Linked DNA regions of Oncorhynchus mykiss: region 2 is linked to region 1. Evidence: chromatin contacts called from public Hi-C data. All regions are on one chromosome and are shown on one strand. Each heading gives the region's core, a stretch centred on a gene start, on an enhancer-like site or on the middle of the called end of the contact. The rest is flanking DNA. Distances are from core to core; before and after follow the strand shown.

Region 1 (2,700 bases), core at 2-2,501:
CCTCGACCACGCTGGACATTTGACTCAGGGCTTGGTGGGAGGAAGAGAGGGGGACGAGGTGTAAATGTGAAAGCTTGAGCAGAAAACACTCGCTGTCAAGCACATCAGATAGCGGGCAAAGAAATAATGTCTTGATAAAATGCTTTACCCCCCAAAAAAATTATAACGGGGGACAGCGCAAACGGCTGTTTGTCAACGTTTAGCATACACTTGTGCAAATGCATGACTGACAAAGGCGTGTATTCAACTGCCCATGATCCCACTCTCCGAGGGTTGCTCGGGGAGAGTTGGGATATCACATTTTTCAATTCACACATGCAGTATTAATACACACTTGTACATGTGTTAAATAGGCCAGTAAGCACCCACCAAAATATTATCAAACGTTGCTTTTAGGTTAGCTAGCTTTGGCTTTGCTAGCGTGTAAACACATAGCTTTAACATTTATAAAAGCCGAGCTATACATTTATAACATAACCAATAAATACACTGAAACATTTAAAAACACCCAACCAAAGTGAAAACAATGGCATCTGGTAAGCTAACTATCATTAAACGAAGTTCCCTTGTAGCTAAATTCGCTAGCTACTGTAACGCGACACTTCACTGAAATAACGTTATGGCTTGCATGAACCAACACAGGAAACTGTCCACTGATTTAAAAAAAATAATACTTAATAAAATAGTCTTAACACTTATAAGTGAACGACGTTCGCAACATTTCTGCAGACATTAACACATTTGAAATTATCACGCAAATTATGCCGAATTGGAATCCACAATACGATGGTTGCAGTAGCCCTCCCGTTTTCGCATAGCGACTTGTCCTCACTGTCAACTCGGTAACGTTCGCTCTAACGTTACTGGCAGTTCTCGCCGACATTTTCGCAATGGGTGGTTAACGTTAATTATTGAAGAAAATTGTACTTCACCAGACCTTGCAATTGAGCCCCTCCATGCTGTACGCAGGGCAAAAGTAGCGGTAGAATTCCGAGTATAATATTAATCCACGTTTTTCTGTGACAGCGGCTGCCTTGTTGGAACTCCCGTACCACCGCCATGCTGCCCTGTTCAGCTAGCAGCCTGCCTTGTGCTACGCTTGGCTTTCTCTTTCTCTTGCTTTCGCTCCCCGTCTAGCAAACCCTCCCACCCTGTTCTGTTCCTCGCCCTCTTTCTCGTTGTGTGTGTGTGGAGAGTATGCGCCGACCACAGCCAAGGCGTTGCATTCATCGGCCTGCCTGCGTTGGCTGATTTTGGCACAATGAGGTGGACTTGAACGTGAAGAACTAAACGCACCAAATGATTCAACTCATGGGAATATCGCGTGGCCAGTCCAATACGCAGATAAATCGTGCAGAAAACAAAGTTTATGCGAAACATTCTATTTCGTTTTTTTCCCGCGCGGGCAAACAACTGTCATGCGGTCAACCAAAGCAAATCTAGGTTATGATGATGCGCTTGTGGACCCATTGTTTTAAAATCCCCCATACTACTGAGGTTGAAAAACGTTGTGCCAATCAATAGATCACTCCAAAGGTTAAGAGAGATTCCATCATGTGGTTCCCATATAGAATAATCAAACTGCAATATTCATAGTACTAAAAGTCCCTCCAACATCCACACCAATGAAGTCCTGCAAACTCAAATTATTCCATGAGAACCCTGTCACATAAAGCACATTTCTTGCACTTCATCTAATACTAGTTTTATAACTGAAGAGTTATAAAGGACATTGGTATTCAAGTTCAACATTGAAACAGGCCATATGCTGTAGGCCAGTGTTAGGTTAGCAACAATGGCTGGTAGACAATTAGTGGAATACATAAAAGTCACAAGCCTATATGTAAATTAAGTACATTTTGGACACTACTGCTCAAGGGTGAACAAATTTTTTTTGGGGTGCAGACTTCAGGTCAACCTTAATGAATCAGAATGGACAGGCTAAGCAGGTTCACACACAAATATCACACATACTCATCACACATACTCTTCCATGGTGGGTGTGTCATTGTTCAAACGTTTAAGCCAAACATGTTTAGACAAGGTATGTTATGCTTGAAATAATATCTGCACACGGTAGAGGGTTCAGGTAAAATATACTGAACAAAAATAAATGCAACAGGCAATAATTCTACTGAGTTACAGTTCATTTAAGGAACTGATATAAATTCATTAGGCCCTAATCTATGGATTTCACATGACTGGGTAGGGGTGCAGCGATGTGTGGGCCTGGGAGGGCATAGGCCCACCAACTGGGGAGCCAGGCCCAGTCAATCAGAATTTGTTTTTCCCCACAAAAGGGGAATACTCTTGTTTCATCAGTTGTCCGGGTGGCTGGTCTCAGACAATCTCGCAGGTAGAGGTCCTAAACTGGCGTGGGTACACGTGGTCTGAGGTTGAGGCCAGTTGGACGTACATGCCAATTGCACACTCCCTCAAAACATGAGACATCTGTAGAATTGAGTTGTGTGACAAAACTGCACATTTTAAGAGTGGCCTTTTATTGTTCTCAGCACAAGGTGCACCTGTGTAAGGATCATGCTGTTTAATCAGCTTCTTGATATGCCACACCTGTCAAGTGGATGGATTATCTTGGCAAATAAGAATTGCTCACATATAGGGATGTAAACAAATTTATGCACAAAATTTGAGAGAAATAAGCTTGTTGTACATATGGAACATGTCTGGGATCTTTTATTT
Region 2 (2,700 bases), core at 57-2,556, 54 kb before region 1:
CTGAAGAAGTTTTAATGAAGCTGACAATTGAGGACTTGTGAGGAGTGTGTTTGTCAAACTAGACACTAATGTATTTGTCCTCTTGCTCAGTTGTGCACCGGGGCCTCCCACTCCTCTTTCTATTCTGGTTAGAGACAGTTAGTGCTGTTCTGTGAAGGGAGTAGTACACAGCGCTGTACAAGATCTTCAGTTTCTTGGCAATTTCTCACATGGAATAGCCTTCATTTCTCAGAACAAGAATAGACTGACGTGTTTCAGAAGAAAGTTATTTGTTTCATGCCATTTTGAGCCAGATTGACATCTGACATCAAACCCACAAATGCTGATGCTCAACTAGTCTAAAGGCCAGTTATACTGCTTCTTTAATCAGTACAAAAGTTGTTTTCAGCTGTGCTAAAATAATTGCAAAAGGGTTTTTTAATGATCAATTAGCCTTTTAAAATGATCAACTTGGATTAGCAAACAACTTCCATTGGAACGCAGGAGTGATAGATGCCGATAATGAGCGCTTATGAAGTTATTTCATTAAAAATGATTTTAAAATGTATTTTTTTTTTATTGTTTTAAAATCAGCCGTTTCCAGCTACACTAGTCATTTACAACATTAACAATGTCTACAATGTATTTATGATGAATTTTGTGTTATTTTAATGGACAGAAATTAGCTTTTCTTTCAAAAACAATGACATTTCTAATTGACCCCAAACTTTTGAAAGGTGGTGTACATGACCAGCATCATTGCCCTGAGTCATTGAACCCTATGACCTTTGTGGTTCTAGACCGGGTTATTTACTGTAAAGTCTTTTGTGACAACTATTGATGTAAGAAGGGCTTTATAAATTCAAAACTGATTGATTGATTTATCAACATGACCTATAGGTTATCCCAACTACAAGGCAGATCTCTTTGACACAAGTCTTCACTAGTCAAGACCTTATACTTAGGTGACAGTATTCATACATGACAGTGTATTTGGATTGGTGCGTAGTGCGTTATTTAATATCAAAAGTGGTGGTGAGCTCAAAGCTCCAGTACACACTGTGAAATAACAGTAACCTCGTCCAATGACTTGGTGAGAGAGAAAGAGAGAGACTTAATTTCAACCTCCCCACTAAAGAGCCAGAGAGAGAAATAAAGATAGAAAGTGAGACAGAAATACAGTGACAGGGTGTATGAAATAAAGGGAAGGGGGAACTAAATTTGAATCTGGCTGCCAAAACTCGGTCTATATTTAAACCTGTTCATATGTTCAGCAGCTCAACAGGCCGTGTTACAGCAACACAAACCACAGACACCGTACAGGAACAACTTTACTCTCACAACGCCTGTCTACCTCGCATAAAAGTATATCCAGATCAGTGAAGAAACTATGGTTGTCCCAAATGGCACCCTATTCTATTTATAGTGCATTATTTCAACACTACCCTATTTTCTATATAGGAGCACTGATCAAAGGTAGTGTACTATATAGGCAATAGGGGGGCATTTATTTAAGACGCAGCCCATATTTTGTTTTGTAAAACTTCAGTGTTGTAACAGAAGAGCGTGTTAAAAATAAGTGGTCGATTTATTAAGTGAGCCATACTGAGAAATAACAAAAACAACCATCTTGCAATAAATGTTTAAATAAAGACTAGAAGCAAGTCTGAGTGATTGTGAGAACGCAGCCAGGCTGACATTTTGTAACTGCCACCTGCTTCCTGTTGCCGAGGGTAACGCTCCTCCGAAGAAGCCTTGTGTCGCTTTCACGTCTTCCCTTGATGTTTTTAAAAGTGGGTGCGAGTGCGTGTGTGATGGGACTGTTTTCATGCTCCGCGTGCGTGTGTGTGTGTGTGCACAAGAGTGTGATTGTGTATACACAAATATGAACGTGATTGATCATGTGTGTGCATGCATGAATGTGTATATACCTTGTGTGTGCGCGTACGCCTCATGCAAGTGTGTGTTTATGCCTCTGTGTTGGGTTCTCTCTGTATTGGGACTGGCAACGAGGGGAAGATTGACATCTGATAGCCAGCAGCTGACAATACAGCAAGGCCTGCACACTGCAGAGCAGGGCAGAGGGCCATGCTAGCAAGTTTTCTGTGGTAAATGTGTTTGCTTGTTGTTATGGCATGTGTGTAAGTCTTTATAGTACTGTGGTAAACATATGTATCCTGTTGCCACATGTCTGTTGACTTCCTTGTCCAGGAACAATTGCCTGTTGGGCAATAAATCAAGTGTGTTGAGTTGAATGGAATGGACGTACCTGAGTTTGGCTAAGCTTGATGCTCTGGATGTGGGGGAATATGAGGACACTGTCCTTCCTATTGACCCCCTTTAAAGAGCCCCGGTGGACGCCCAAACCAAAAACCTGGGTGAAAGGACATCACTGTTAAAGAGACAGTTCATATAATATGACAGAAATTACTTATTTTACCTCGAGAGATGTCTAATGTGTCAGAAGAGTGTGCAATCCAAAAGTGGAGTTTTGTTTACTTGGCCATTGTAAAGGGACTGATTAGACCACAGAATATTAAATCAAAGGGAGTGAATGAATCCAAGGTCGCATGCTAATGTTGCTTATGCTAATAGTGGCCATGATGTATACAACACCGGAGAGTGAATCATCATAATAAACACAATCCACATATTTAAAGGAAACTAAAGTTATTTAATGATTGGGTGTACTAAATTGTGCCTTTTCACTGATAAACAGAA

The links. A called contact is a pair of places that touch in the nucleus more often than the background predicts.
Region 2: a contact with region 1 is called in a Hi-C map of liver, with 2.4 times the contacts expected there. The contact joins the enhancer-like site here to the promoter of tmem131l in region 1. A contact is called at or near these places in 3 of 3 Hi-C or Micro-C datasets (blood and liver).

What each region holds. Positions count from the first base shown.
Region 1 is chr10:55,042,005-55,044,704 of USDA_OmykA_1.1, reverse strand. It overlaps tmem131l (transmembrane protein 131-like), which reads right to left and starts at 1,251. Exons shown (of 34, transcript XM_021619108.2): 1 at 938-1,251; 2 at 1-30. The coding sequence starts at 1,061. LOC110534317 (meiotic nuclear division protein 1 homolog) reads right to left here. Exons shown (of 8, transcript XM_021619104.2): 8 at 2,669-2,700.
Region 2 is chr10:55,096,112-55,098,811 of USDA_OmykA_1.1, reverse strand. It overlaps tmem131l (transmembrane protein 131-like), which reads right to left. Exons shown (of 34, transcript XM_021619108.2): 7 at 2,249-2,353. Among protein-coding and RNA genes, the nearest start is that of tmem131l, 54 kb to the right of the region's middle. Within about 2 kb of position 1,306, at least 5 of the 11 cell types and tissues checked have an H3K27ac peak or open chromatin away from gene starts, as enhancers often do.